Regions from separate parts of the Zea mays genome. Here region 1 is linked to region 2. A link is a contact called in public Hi-C data. All regions are on one chromosome and are shown on one strand. The core of a region is the stretch at or near the end of the contact, and the rest is flanking DNA. Distances in the headings are between cores, read along the strand shown.

Evidence for each region. A called contact is a pair of places that touch in the nucleus more often than the background predicts.
Region 1: a Hi-C map of leaf shows a contact between it and region 2, with 3 times the contacts expected there. The contact joins the promoter of LOC100282388 here to the promoter of LOC103636108 in region 2. A contact is called at or near these places in 2 of 25 Hi-C or Micro-C datasets (endosperm and leaf).

The regions. Positions count from the first base shown.
Region 1 is chr8:150,003,065-150,006,017 of Zm-B73-REFERENCE-NAM-5.0, forward strand. It overlaps LOC100282388 (polygalacturonase), which reads left to right and starts at 1,486. Exons shown (of 7, transcript NM_001155299.2): 1 at 1,486-2,059. The coding sequence starts at 1,580. It overlaps LOC103636114 (peptide deformylase 1B, chloroplastic), which reads right to left. Exons shown (of 9, transcript XM_035961848.1): 9 at 1,999-2,589.
Region 2 is chr8:149,861,491-149,864,190 of Zm-B73-REFERENCE-NAM-5.0, forward strand. It overlaps LOC103636108, which reads left to right and starts at 1,341. Exons shown (of 2, transcript XM_020542567.3): 1 at 1,341-1,818; 2 at 1,908-2,515. The coding sequence starts at 1,933. The coding sequence ends at 2,232.

The DNA of each region.
Region 1 (2,953 bases), core at 236-2,735, 140 kb after region 2:
ATGCATCAATGCATGGATGCCCAATAATCTATCGTGGCACATTGTCGTCAAACCTTGCGTGGATCTCAGATGAGCAAAGCATCCCGTGAGTGACGATGACGCAGCATCGTCGTCGGACGACGCGGTGCATACGTCCAGCATTGCGTGTACTCGATCGCGTTGTATCTGACTAGCTAGCAGTGCGTTCATGCATGCATTTTTAGGACTTGTGACGGCATCTGATGATTGGGTATATATAAAAAGATGCGATTTCTTTTTATATTTGCGCTGTGCTGTGTTTCCTGTTTCGAGCTTAGACCTCGACGTGTGGAGCGAGCAATCAACCAGCGCTGGGCTCGGACTTCATCAGAGCCTCTCGATTTGGTCCCTGTCTCCTATCGTCACAGGACAACGGACCTACAATTCCGAATCCGAACCTAGTCGGTCTCTGTTCCAGCATCCAAACTTCCAAACGCCAATCACCGTTGCGAAAAGCTTCGATGCAGTTCGCTGCAGCTAGCTAGTTTTCATGCGCGTGCAGGGCATGATGGGCGCATGCATGGCGGACGGAGGCGGGAGGCGCGGAGCCTCAGCGGCTCACCGCCCGGAGAGATCGGTTCGAGATGGATGGGTGATTGGACTGGAGGGACGAGGAGTGGTGGCTGGCTGGCTGCACTGCGTGGGGGTGGGGGCCCGGCGGCGTCGTCCGGTTGCGGCAGTTGGGTTGGGTTTGGGTCCTACGGCCGAGGTGCGGACAAGTAGGACGCTTCCGCCCGTGACCGTTGCCACATGTGACCCGGGAGGGGAGAGCGCACACATGCATGCCGTTTTCAGTGAAACGGCGCCTAAACGCTCAAAATAAACTGGAGTTATGGCTCTGTCATGCCATATTGATGCAGCAGCCGGAGTATGTATTTGCCTCGGTCAGTAAGAATCGTGCACAGCAGTATTAATTGGAACATGGAACGTCTCCACATGCCAATGGACGCCGAGTCGAGGCAGCGTGCCAGTTTTTTTTTTTTTTGACAAAGTGGATACCAGTAATTGTACTCTTTCGCCCCAATAAATGATACTGGCAGTTGCAATTCGATTCGATTACCTCCAAAATCAGTACCAGAAAGATTCTCGATTGTCCGTAAATCAATCCATATCGCCTAATCTTTAACTACTATTTAAGAAAAGATCGATGCTATAATAACAGGGGGGAATTACCATAAAAACATGCCCGGCTAATCCCTCGCCCGGCAGATTCTCGTGTAATAAAAGAGCCTGCCCGACAAAGGAAATAAAACGGCTGAAATAACACTATGGTGGTGAAGAAAAGGGGATCACTGCAACTTCACTGCGCAGATGTCTCCCTTGCGCGCACGTGAGTTGGGGCCACAAATCCCAATCACTTTCCATCTCGTTTTCGCCTAAAATCCTGACAAACAGTAGCGTGGCCGGCTCTGGAGTTTGCTATTTAAACCCGTTTCCTCTCTTCCCCCTCCTCACAATCACAGGCCTCCCGGCCTCCCGTGCGCTATTCTCTATCAGCTTACCCAGCACACAGTACACACTCTAATCTCCACACGACCCAATAGATATACGGGGCTGAAGGATGAAGCTTAGAGCAAAAGGGATCGGCCTCCTGCTTCTCCTTGTCTTGCTTGCTCTTTGCTCCACCATTGAAGTCGGCGAGGCAAGAAGAGGCAAGCATTGGAGGTCGTCGAGGAGCTCACCGGGCTCATCCCAGCTCAAGAAAGGCAAGGGAAAGAAGAGCAGCTCCCACCGGCAGTACGGCGCCAACCGGCCAGGTCCGAAGCCACCGGTCAGCTCGACACCAAGCTCTGGCGCTGGCAAGGGAAATCATCAGAATCCGTACCAACCAAGCCCAAGTCCAAGCCCGAATGCCCCTGACATCCCTCCTATGCCAAGCCCTGCCAATGGCAGCAGGCATTCCACTCCCGAGCCGCCGGCTCCAAGCTGTGGGAAGGGTCAGCAGCAGCCATCACAGCCGCCGCCAGCGACCTCGCAGGGTGCAGTATTCAATGTGGTTGATTTTGGAGCCAAGGGTGACGGAGTTACAGACGATACTAAGGTACATAGCTTCGCCCTGCAAATGCTCTGCTTCAAACAAAACTCCATTATAAAATCGTCAAGCATCATGCATTCTTTGAGCCAGAAATCTCAAATTGCAATCCCTTTTGTGGGTTTGGGCTTCACATGCTCTGTTTCAAACTGATCTTTACATGACTTGCATGAGAACTCAGTGATGTCAATCACATCCATCCAGGGGACCTGTCGTCCCAATGACATCTTGAGATTCCAATTGGCCATGCGTATTTTTCTCTCTCTCTCTCTCTCCAGAATTCTTAGAAACTGGAATGCACCATGAATTCATTTGCCAGAACCACCACAGCTTATGATAGTGAGCGTTTGAAGGTGCCTATGACCATACCAGTTTTACTCTCACTTTCTCACATGATTTGCAGTAGAAAGCCCGAAAAGTTGTCACGGGCACCATACGTTTCTGCAGTCTTATTTGCATTTGTTTCGATCTGTTCCCTGCTTTGTCTTGTTCTTTCCGTCTCACATGATTGTGGCATATAGCGGCATAGACACACCAGCCTGGCCAAGTTTATTTTTTATTTTTTAAGCCATGGAAGAGAACAAAGTACACCAAGCAAGTCAGAATACACATAATGCAGAACCCTTTCCACAGCTCTTACAAGACGTTTCTGTGTACAGAGAAAACAAACAAACCCAATTGTAATATTGTGATTCTCAGGCTTTACAGATAAGAGAATAGCGAACTCCCTCTCTATGACATTAACAGAGCACAACTTTCTTTCTTTTGCAACAGCACACTGCATGCACCAATAACACCATATTTTTTTGTTCTTACAGCAAAGCGAAATAGAAAGTTCATGGAAGTTTTGTACCAGGTTAACAAGAAATAAGCCATACTTAACGATATTTTCCAGTATGCGTT
Region 2 (2,700 bases), core at 91-2,590:
TCTTTAGAATTGTTAGCATAATCGATTGTGCTAAGAATTTTCTACCTTTGTGGAGGCATGATTATGGTCATTGATGAGTTTACTAGACAGTGGGCGTCAAATATTGGGTACCTGTCGAAATTCTAAGAACAATAATAGAGCAACACCAATTAGTTTAAGAAACATCCTTCCCTCTAAAGGCTTAAGAGGGAAGAATACATAAAATGCTACTTTAACCAATCAATACTCTCGAAGTTCATCATTTTCAATGTGTGAATATAAATCATGATACATTTTCATCACATCCTTTGCCCCCGTGTGGAAGGGGGGATGGGGGAAATGATGATTTACTTGTGCGTCGGAAGAACACATGGAGTAAGTATAGGAATTAAAGGAGCAGTCCTATAAGTGAGTGATTGAATGCGAAAGGCTAATGAAACAACCAATGAATTAATGTCACGTATGCAAGATAGACTCAATGATCGAGTCACTTCAGATCTTAGAAGTAGATGATAGAGGAGAAACATTTTAATTTACTTTGGTATTGTAAGAACTTTTGAGTGATGGAATACATAAGGTTGTTTGTTTTAGCGTTTTCTGACAAGCTTTTCTGATAATGGTTGTGGGGGGATCTGAATATCGTGGGAATTATTTGCGGAGAAAAATGAAGGGATATATAGGGTTTATGACCTAAAAAGCGACAGATTCCTACTATGACGATGACTCGATCGATATTGTGTGTTCACGTTGATTTTGGACGGTTTTCACCAAAACGTTTCTCACAGAAACGGGCTAGAAAGTTGGACGTTTGATAGTCCACAACAGCTTATGTCGGCAAGAAGCTAGGAAAAAAAAGCCGAAACAAACAACAACTTTGTTCCATAATTTAAAGATGTACTTTCTTATGCTTTGACTTTGATATACACTCTTTTTTCTGACAACATGTCTAGACAATGATATTTGATCTTTGTTAACATAGACCTTTGAGACCTTCACTCCAAAGCGATGGAAGAAATCAGAATTTGAAGATGCAAGGAAAAAAATGTAAATCAACCCGAAGAATGTCCACGTTCTGGCGGTGTTCTACAGGGCCCTGCTAGGTAGTAGGGAGTACATGTGCTTCCAGAAGTAGATACAACAAGTGGAGACATAAAAATGGAAAAAACGTTTCTGGTCGGTAGCCTGTACCCGAATACAGTAAGCATCAGCCCTGGCTATCAGAGAAACGCATTACGACTTCGCGAGTAGCATCGCATTCGCATCAGAGATGACGAACCGGTCTGCAGCCTGAGCTGGCGGGGCGAAGTTTGACCTATCACTATCGAGCAATGATAATACGGTTATTAATAAACCTAACGGAACGGGAATATTTTTAATTTTCTAGACTGTAGTCGTTAACCATCGGAATCCGTTGCCTTGTACACCCCCTTCCCCAAGCCATCGTGTCTGCCTGCCTGCCTGCCTACCAATCCACAATCAGCACGCCAACTCGCTTCCGAGACCAGAATCTTCCAAGCAAAAGCAGCTAATACTAGCTACTTACCTGACCCAGTTGACCAAGGCCCAGTTTGACTTTGAATCGTCAAGCCCCTCTCTCTCTATATATCTCTCGTGATTTGTGAGTATTTTTTGTGCCCGGTCCCCAACTCCGTCCATGGACTACCTGGGGGGAGGAAACCCGAGCGAAAGAACGCGCCACGGCGAGGGTGGCGGCAACGTCAAACTCCGCGAACCGCGTGGCGTCGCAGGATAAAAGGCTCGGGCGACGAGAGCCGGAGACCGTGCGATTTATTTCCGAGACAGCTCAAGGCAAGGCAAAGGCAAATAAAGGCAGCGCACGTACGTGTTGAGGTGGCACTTGGCAGCAGCTTGAGTTCTTGAGACCCGACCTGATCGTTTTGCGTTGTGATGGCGGGCGCGGGCAGCAGGATCAAGAGCAAGGTGCGGGAGTGGATGCGGAAGCGGATGGCGCCGAGGAGGAAGACGGCCGCGGCCGCGGCCGCTACAGGGAGCGGTGACAACAGCGGCGGCGTCGGCGGCAGTGCGTCGGCGTCGGCGCCGGCGCAGTCGTCGCCGCGGCGGAAGCTCCTGGCGGCCGCGCTCCCGTCGGCGCTGCGGTGGAGGAAGCCGCGCGGGAACGTGCTGGCGGCGCTGTTCCAGCGCGCGGCGTACCACCTGCTGTGGCTCGTGGAGTCCGTGGTGGTGGTCGCGCAGCTCTGCTTCTTCTTCGTGCGCTTCGGCTTCAGGCTGTGAGGAGGGGAAAAAAAACTCGCCCTCAGCCTGAGGGAACGATGCCTCTGATTCTCTCGATTGTTTGCATTCTTTTTCTTCTGGCCATATCTCCAGTGCCTCTTTCGATTTCCAACACCACAAGCTGTAAGTAACGTGTTCTTCTTGTGTTCTGGACAAAATGTGTATAGTGCAACCTTGCGAACTGTCTGTTTTTATTCCCCATCCCGTTAGACATGGGAGACCCTGCCCTTTTCGCAAGGCAAGGAGCTGTGCTACTATATGCCAGACGAGTGCCACTTGTCTCCATCCTTCTCTATGCCCACACTCGACAGTGCTCATCCGTATCCCGCTGAAGAAGGGATCGATAATGGCGCAGATACTACTGGACTTGCAGCAATTGGGGTTGTGTTGGTGCCTTTTTGGGGCGCCAATCACTCAATACGAACCGGCGTCGGTGTTCTCTGGTCAGGCGCGGACGGTCCGCGGCGC